Regions from separate parts of the Gossypium hirsutum genome. Here region 2 is linked to region 1. A link is a contact called in public Hi-C data. All regions are on one chromosome and are shown on one strand. The core of a region is the stretch at or near the end of the contact, and the rest is flanking DNA. Distances in the headings are between cores, read along the strand shown. Region 1 has its middle 10 kb from the start of LOC107893629. Region 2 holds the start of LOC107893631 (40S ribosomal protein S21).

What was found. Hi-C and Micro-C count contacts between places; a contact is called where the count stands out from the background.
Region 2: a contact with region 1 is called in a Hi-C map of leaf, with 5 times the contacts expected there. The contact joins the promoter of LOC107893631 here to the enhancer-like site in region 1. A contact is called at or near these places in 4 of 34 Hi-C or Micro-C datasets (all in leaf).

Annotation. Positions count from the first base shown.
Region 1 is chrA13:76,904,007-76,908,326 of Gossypium_hirsutum_v2.1, forward strand. No RefSeq gene overlaps it. Among protein-coding and RNA genes, the nearest start is that of LOC107893629, 10 kb to the left of the region's middle. Within about 2 kb of position 1,920, at least 9 of the 9 cell types and tissues checked have an H3K27ac peak or open chromatin away from gene starts, as enhancers often do. A contact at or near this core is called in leaf, where this site is marked.
Region 2 is chrA13:77,004,529-77,008,848 of Gossypium_hirsutum_v2.1, forward strand. LOC107893631 (40S ribosomal protein S21) reads right to left here and starts at 1,959. Exons shown (of 4, transcript XM_016818671.2): 1 at 1,846-1,959; 2 at 1,544-1,656; 3 at 1,323-1,455; 4 at 364-568. The coding sequence starts at 1,587. The coding sequence ends at 506.

The sequences.
Region 1 (4,320 bases), core at 670-3,169:
TGTAGAAGAAACCTTTTTTTTTCCATCTATTCTCTCTCTCTCTCTCTCTCTCTCTCTCTCTCTCTCTCTCTCTCTCTCTCTCTCTCTCTCTCTCTCTCTCTCTCTCTCTCTCTCTCTCTCTCTCTCTCTCTCTCTCTCTCTCTCCTGCATTTGAAGAAACAATAGAAGTGACTTCAAAATTCTTATTTGCACTTGCTATTGTTAAGGGGAATGCATTTTTATTGAATTTGAACTTAATAAATTTAATATTTTGTATGTAGATGGATCATAATTCTATCGAAACTATAATTATGGGGTTGTGGCTTTAATATTAACTTTTGGAATATTTTTCGTTACAAGATTAAGATTTAAAAAACAAATAGGTCAAAAAACATTAGCTGTTGGTAACTTCAAAACAACAAGTACTGCAACTTAAGAAACCGCTCATCTTTCTATTTGAAAAAAATGAAGGGGCTAAACTTACGTTTAATGGATTCTCTCTATGAAAATTCTCGATCTGGAGATGACTCTATGATAGGCTTATCCCTAAAAAAGTTCGATTTAGGGAAAAAGATGAAAGTGAGAGTAGAGAATTGTTGGATGATTTGCCAAACAATCCAACAATCTCATGGAAAGACAAACTTGTTGGAAAACCTCCTAATGTTGTAGGGAGTGGATTAGAGGAGAAGAAAGATTTCGAGTTGTTGGAAGGAGATATACAGAAATATGTTGTTAATGGTACTCCTTCAATTGAGTTCTCAGAAATGATTCATCAAATCTTTATCAAGGATATGGAAAATACTATGGTCCTGAAAATTTGGGGACGTAACATTGGTTACTCAATGCTACAAAATAAAATCTACAGCTTATGAAAGCCATCATCACCATTCCATTTGATGATATTGAGAATGACTTTTTTTTTACCAAATTCTAGACCAAACTTGATTGAGAAAATGTGCTCTTGGAAGGACTCTGAATCATTTTTGGTTAATATTTGACTATATGGACGGTGTCCTTTAATCCTGCACAGACATTTTCAAATGTCATAAAGTCGTGGATCAGGCCTCTAGGATTACCGGGTTATTTATACAAGAGGAAAATTCTAGTAGAAATAGGGGAGTTGATTGACAAGGTTGTTAAATTGGATATGAACACAGATAATAGGGCCAAAGGTTGATTCGCCCGTATGGCTGTGTACGTCAACTTAGATAGACCCCTAGTGTCCCTAGTTCTTATCAATGGAAAAATCCAGAAGGCTGAGTATGAATTTTTACTAATAGCCTGTTTCCACTGTGGACAATATGGTCACGTTAAGGACGTATGTCCCTTTTAGGGTCTCAGAATCCAACTCTGATAGGGCTGCTACATTGTCAGAAACACTACCGGAGGTTGTTAGCATGGTTGTTGATAGAACGGGAGAGAAAAACAAAACTTACAACCAGTGGGTGTTGGTAGAAAATAAATCTTGCCGCAAATAAAAGGATTTTTCACAATTAGGAGCTGGATCTATGGCAAAAAAAAGTGAGGGTTTTTTATTTAGGGCATTGTCAGAGTTGGAAGTTAACGTTGAAATTGATTCTGTTGTTAATGGAAAGGATTAATAAAATTGACATAAAAAGGATAAGGATATTGTACTTGGGGCAACCTAGAAGTTGCATCTATTCATCGCACTACTAGCCTCTCAAATAACCAAACTTATTCTAGAGGCCTAATGAATGCACTAGGTTCACTTCTCTATCGGGCCTTTTAGATTTTACAAAAAATACTAGTGGCAGTTGCTGGGCCTATGTTGTCCAGGATTCTGTCTTACAATACTAGACCCATTATTGTGGAAGTCTCCAAGGGCCCAGTGGAATTCAATTTGTTGAAGGATAGTATTGCGGGATAAGGGCTCGAGGGGATTCTTGGGTTGGTGGTAAATAATGGGCTGACTAGGTTGGGCCTGGTTATGGAGGATACTGGTAAGTCACTCTCAAGCTTAGAGATTTCTGTTAACCATGGATGGGCTGAAGGGGGTGGTTGTGATAGATCTACTTCTAGTTTCCACTCCGTTTACGACGAAGATAACACGAAAACCACTTCATAACTAATACTTTCATAAAAAGTAGTGGATGTTACAGTTTCTAAATCAGTGGCTGGGCTTGATCCAAATAGACACTCGACAGTCATATTTAAGGAGGGTTAGGCTTCATTCATTGGCAGCTAGATGGAAAGGGGTTTTGATGTGTCTTTGGGTAAAGGGAAGGAAAGGGTCGTGGGTAAAGGCTCAAGGGAGAAGATTGGTGGACCACGTCTCTCAACAAATCTCAATAGAATAATTCAGGGGAAGGGAAGTAGATTCAAATCAGTAGGCAATTTTAAGGTACTGCTTGGGGAATCAATGACCAACTTGGCTTAGGCCATCTTTTCACAAGCTGTTGAAGGCTTAGGCTTAGGTGACCCAAAGCTATTAGAAAGTCAATAGGAAAAGGGGGACTCTCCTAAATAGTAAAGGGTTTGGTTTTTATTTATTTTATATTATCATTTTATATGGATTTAAATTTAACAATTTTCTCATGGAATTGTTATTTTTTGCGCAAGCAATAAATTTATTTGTGTTTTTCATGAATACAATATTGAATTTTCCCTGAACATTGTGTGCTTGCTGGAGCTAGGAGTAAGTGGTAAAAATGATAAGTTTATTATCAATAAACTCAGATTTTATTCTTCTCATTGTGTTGAAGCTATTGATTTTTTAGGAGGAATTTGGGTGGGCTAGAATGATTCAATTCATATTAGAATAATCCAAAATCACCCACAATTCATTCTCTATTGTGTAGGTGGTAATGTTCATTCTAATTTTATTTTTATTTCTTTTGTCTATGGTGGTTTGGACAGGAGAAAATGAAAGGCTCTTTGGGATGATTTGAAAGCTGCTTTACCTCATTATACTTTTCTATGCTTAATTATAGGTGACTTTAATGCAATTCTCTTACCTGATGATAAAAAAAAACATTTATGCCACAGGGAAGAGATGTAACTTTTTTTTTGGCAAATTTTTAGACTTTTAATTTTCAGGATTTGGGTTTCGTTGGACCTTCTTTTACTTGGCAAATAGCTGGCACATTTGTGAGATTAGATCGGGCTTTCGTAACAGCTCGATTTTAGCTAAATCGAAATAGTGATTTTGAAACCACAAATACGAGGTTGAAAAATTATTTTAATATTATTTTATGTGTTTACAACATGATTTTATGTATGTGTGAAAATTTCGTGAGCTAATTTTATCGTTTAATTGCTCAATTTGTGGAAAAGGACTTAATCGCGTAAAATGCAAAAGTTGCATTCTACTTGTTAAAGGTGTCAAATAGCTTTGGATTTTAAATATGATGGCCTTAAATGGTAATTAAACCATTTTAAATGATAGTGGAATTTTATGGAGAACATTTATGTGATTTTAAATGTTATAACTTAAGGTTAAATTTGGTATTTGATAAATAAAGGTTAATAAAATAAAACAAAGTAAAAATTTGTTATCATCTTCATCATATTGCCGAAATTAGAGAATAATAAAAAGCCAAAGCTAGGTTTTTTTATTCGGTCACTTGTGCTCTTAATTGGTAAGTGTTTTGACTCAATTTTTAATGATTTTTACGTTTTTGAGATCGTTGTTTTGTATTCTAGCTAGCCCATGCCTTAATTTTGAAATTTGTTAATGATTTTGTGAAGTTACATTGATGAATACTTATTATTTTGAAGGTTTGATGATGAAAAATGAATAGTTGTTGATAGTTACACAAGTTTTGTTAAGTGATTTTGACAAAAATGTCAAAAATGGATTAAATTGTGAAATGTGCAAATTAAGGGGTTGAAATGTGAAATAAATGAGAGTTATGCTCTTTTAAGGACCTATATAGAATTTGGCTAGGCTTGGGCTTAATGAAATTTCATGAATTTTGTGTATTTGTGAATTAGGGACTAAATTGTAAAAATATGGAACTTTAGGGGTTAAAGTGTAAAAATACTCAAATATGTGTTTATAGACTGAAGTGAATGATTTGATGAATAAATGAGTTAATTTTGAATGTATATGGACTAAGAACGAAAGAAATCGGAATTAGATTGGGAAAAGTCAAAGGTTATCGAATAGTCGATCCAGTCTGTTTATCCCGAATACAAGGTAAGTTCATATGCAAATAAATATCTTTAAATTGAATTATATATGTTTAATTGTCATTGAACTGCTATGAATGTTGAATGATCAAATACGAGAAAGAATCGACAAGGTTATAATATCCGAAAGTCCCGTACGAACCTTAGGAATAGTATAGGATACAAATGTCATGATATTAGGATTAACGA
Region 2 (4,320 bases), core at 709-3,208, 100 kb after region 1:
ATATTTAGATTTTCTTTTTCCTTTTTATGAGACAAATTTAAATTGTGTTTGTAAAAGTAAACTTAGTATTTACATTTGAAATAAAAAGATTTTATAACTAGTAAAACTTTAAAACTAATTGAATATTTATAAAATTGCTCACCTTAAAACAAGTCAAATTCGAAATTATTCGACTCTAAAAATATCCGAACTCAAACTAAACTAAATCCAAAATAATCCAAATTTGAAAACAATGGTACCCGACTACACCCGTTTGCCAACCTGCTCCTAATCTCCTCCTCCCCAATCTCTCTCGCAAAAAGTTTTGGTAATCCGCAAACAAAGTGATAACAAAAATGGAGAACCCAAAGTGAGACAGACATATTAGGCTATAATGCAAGCAATTTAAGCACAAAACATAAACCATTCAGCAAAAAACAACTTTAACATGATCCACCAAAAGAAACTACAGCTCATTTTCCCTCTCCTCAGTTAAGAAACAAACTAGTAACAACAAGTCTTCTGACTACTGTCGGACTTTGGCTTTCTTCTTCTGCCAAAGCCTGTCGAGTGCGCTATCGGCATCGCCCTGCAAAGTAGAACAAACTAATTAGCAGCCAAAATCAGATGCAACTCAATATCTTGAAAAAGAACTGAGGCAACAAAATAAAACTTCTTATTAATAGAATCCAACTTTTATACAATGAACAACTTTGTAATTGGGTCTACCAGGAACCTGTCAGTCTACAAGCAACCAGGCTTGCTTTCCTACGATATATTGCATCAGGTCTTTAAGCATGGAGTTTTAGCTGTGGTATTTCAATTCAGAATGTTCTTAAAACCAAAGTTTATTTCTCTAAATGTACTACCAGAGCAGAGCAGAAGGTATAAGTTAAAAACATTCAAAATGAACAACCCTGTAACTGTGTCTATACTAGGACCTTGTGCCAATCTACAGGCAGCCGGACACACCCCACATTGCATACTCCAGGTCTTTACACATTGCATCCAAAATATGCTAATAAACCCAATGTTTTCCCTTGCAAAGTAAATGGATCGCAATTGACACTTCAAATGCATCTCAAACATTCAGAGTCTTTAACTTGACAACGTAACTAGAAGCTCATTACTAACAAAGCAAGTTGCAAGATTAATCTTTTTAAGCATGATCAGAATTTTAAACATGTAATTAATGCAAACCTGAGAATGCAGTGAAATGACCCTTCAAGAATCCTCCAAATAAAAAAGAAATTAAATTAAACATTCACTTATCAGACACCAGTAACATAGGACTGAAGCAGCCCAAAATATCCAACAGAGGTTAGTAAAGAACCAAAACGAACCTGGGCTCGAACAAAGCCACAAAGAGCAAAAGTGGAGAATGTGCCAGTGTATCTGCCAAGCTCATCCAAGTGCCCAACGTTAATCTGAACGGATGCATGATCCTTGGAGGTTATAAGCCTGTTAGTGGCGGAACTGCAACAACAAAAGTACAAATGAGCATTACAATATAGACAAAAATTGTGAGAAAGAAACATGAGTGAAGCAAATTAAAAACCATTTCCTGGGGATATAAAGATCCATGTTTTGCCCCTCTTCGTTCTGCATCTTTTCAGACTGCTTAACTGATGAAGAAACGCAAAGCTGAAACTATATTTGAACTTCAAGTTCGATCCCCTGCAAATAAATTATGAACAAACATTTTATAGAAAACCCAAATCCTGATTTAAATTATAATTTCTGGGAAAAAAAATTGCCAAGCATATTTAAACATTTCAAAAGGGAAAAAAATTCAAACGTATGAAGATTAAAACACCAAAATAAAATTAGAACTATGAAACCCAGAGACACAGAAAGGTATACTACCTGTAAGATAATAAAGGAAAGCGGCTGAAGACGCGAAAACTGCTAGGGCTGGGTTTATTTATTTAAAACATGATAATTATTTTTTTAAGAAAATTAGCTGGATTTTATTACAGAAGGCCAACACAAAATGCAAAGCCAAAATGACATGGGTCATAATAGACTAGTCCAAAACATACAAACAAAGACTAAGCCCACAAAAGCCAAAACCAAAAGAATCAAAAACAAAAACAGAAAAAACAGCCCAACAACAAGATCCAGCAAACGGCAAAAAAAGGGGAGCTCTAGAGACGTCTTCTTCAGCTGTACTCCAATAATTAAAACCCCTTTTGAAAAAATTAGCAAGAACCGCTTGGGGAAGCAAAAACCATCAGATACTTAATTACCCATCATATCAATCCTATCAAACCTATTCATTACCCCGATGCACATTGAAAGATCAAAACCCATTGAAACTCAGCAAAATCAAAATTCCAGAACACTTTCTCTAGACCCTTCATTTCTTCTTCCCCTATCCTCACCCACTACCTCCATCTGCCTCCTGTCTTCAGCTATCGCCTCCACCGCACCAGGAGATATTAGATTTGTTAAGTAAGTAGATTCTCTTTTCTTGAGTCCTTCTTGTGCTAAACAATGGGCAACTCTGTTAGCCTCCCTGTTTGTGAAAAGAAAAACACAATGATTAAATTGACAGCTGAGATACTGAGCATCTTTGATATACACAGAAATTTTAGATCTGTCCTCCTTTTCCTCTTGCAGCTTCCGAATGATCGTTCGAGAATTACCTTCAACCTCAATCGCCCTCAACCCAAGTTGTAACCCCAGCTTCAGTGCCTAAAAACACGCTACTGCTTCTGCGGAAAAAACAGACGGTATGTTCAAGTTCATTTTCGTTTTACAACAGATAACCTCTACTGTACTGTTACGAATCACTAACCTAGAGCATGACTCTTTGTTGTGATTGTTGAAAGTTGCGTCAAAGTTCACTTTCAATCTCGATCCCATCGGAGCAGTCCATCTGTCCACACAGATCCATCTTTCAAGTATAGCACTTTTTAGATCATCAAGTTCCTTTAAATAAATTTGCACAAAACTTGCAATCTGAACGCCTGTTTGGTTTTCCCCCTCATGAATAAATTTGTTCCGAGACGTCCATAACGCCTATAAAGCGCATACAGTCATTTTACACAAAGCCATGGATCTAGTCTCAAAGGTATTTTTCAGCCAAACTGTAAATTCTGAATTGTCATCCGAGCTAGCCCATGCCATATGTAACTGCTCTCATGTATCTTTTGCAGGAGGACATTCCCAGAAAATATGCTCCCTCATTTCAGCTCCTGTTTGACACCTTCTACACATGGGGGAAGCAATCATTCTGCGATAATGAAGATTACTAAAACGAGGCAGATAGTTACATAGGAATCTCCAGATTGTAATTTTAATTTTAGGGGGTAGATTCATTTTCCATAATTTTTTGTAAATTTGCTTGTGATTTGTATGTAATTGATCCCGACCTTCTTGTAAAAGAAGTCAGTGACCACTTCGGACCAAGTATTCGCCTGACAACTCACCCCGCCAAACAAGAGAGTCTTCATGCTCAAACAAAGGAAGAGGAATACAGAGGATCCTTTTTGTAATCTGTTCCTCAAAGGTAAAACTGATCAGATCAGACTTCTATTTTTTAGAACTTGCATCAATAAGATCCGCAACTTCGATGAGACTCTAATTATTATTCATATTCTGAATTCTGAGTTGATCATCTCCAAGTATCCAAACATCATCCCAAATAGAAACTTTCTAACCATTCCCAATCCGCCAATCCAAACCCTTCAAGAGGAGGCCCCTCGCGGCCCAGATACTCTGCTAGGTAAAAGAAGGTGACCTCCCCAAACTAGAGTTCAAGAAATCACTATCTTTAAAATATCTGGCTTTCAAAGTACGCGTTAGTAAAGAATTAGGATTACTTAACGACGCCAACCTTGTTTAGCCAATAAAGCAGTATTAAAAGAACTCAAATGACGAAATCCCATACCACCATCCTCTTTAGGCGCACATAAGGATTTCCAATCACACCAATGCATCCACTGCTTGCTATGATTATTCCTCCACCAAAATGAGCCCATTATGTTTTCCAGTTCCACACAAAACAATTTTGGTAAAAGGAAACAAGCCATCGAATAGGTGGGAATAGACTGTAAAATAGCCTTGATAAAAACCTCTCGACCTCCGTGTGAAATGTGTCTAATACTCTAGTTGTTGATTTTCTGCTTCAAACGATATTTCAAATTTTGAAAAGCCATTTTCTTCTTACAACCCACCATGTTGGGAAGTCCATGATATCTCTCCAGATCGGTCGAACAACGAACATTAAGAACCCGAAACACCCTACTCTTATCCTGATCCTTCACATTTGTGTTGAAAAAAGCCGTAGATTTTTCATAATTAACGCACTGCCCCGAACAAGACTCATACTCCCCA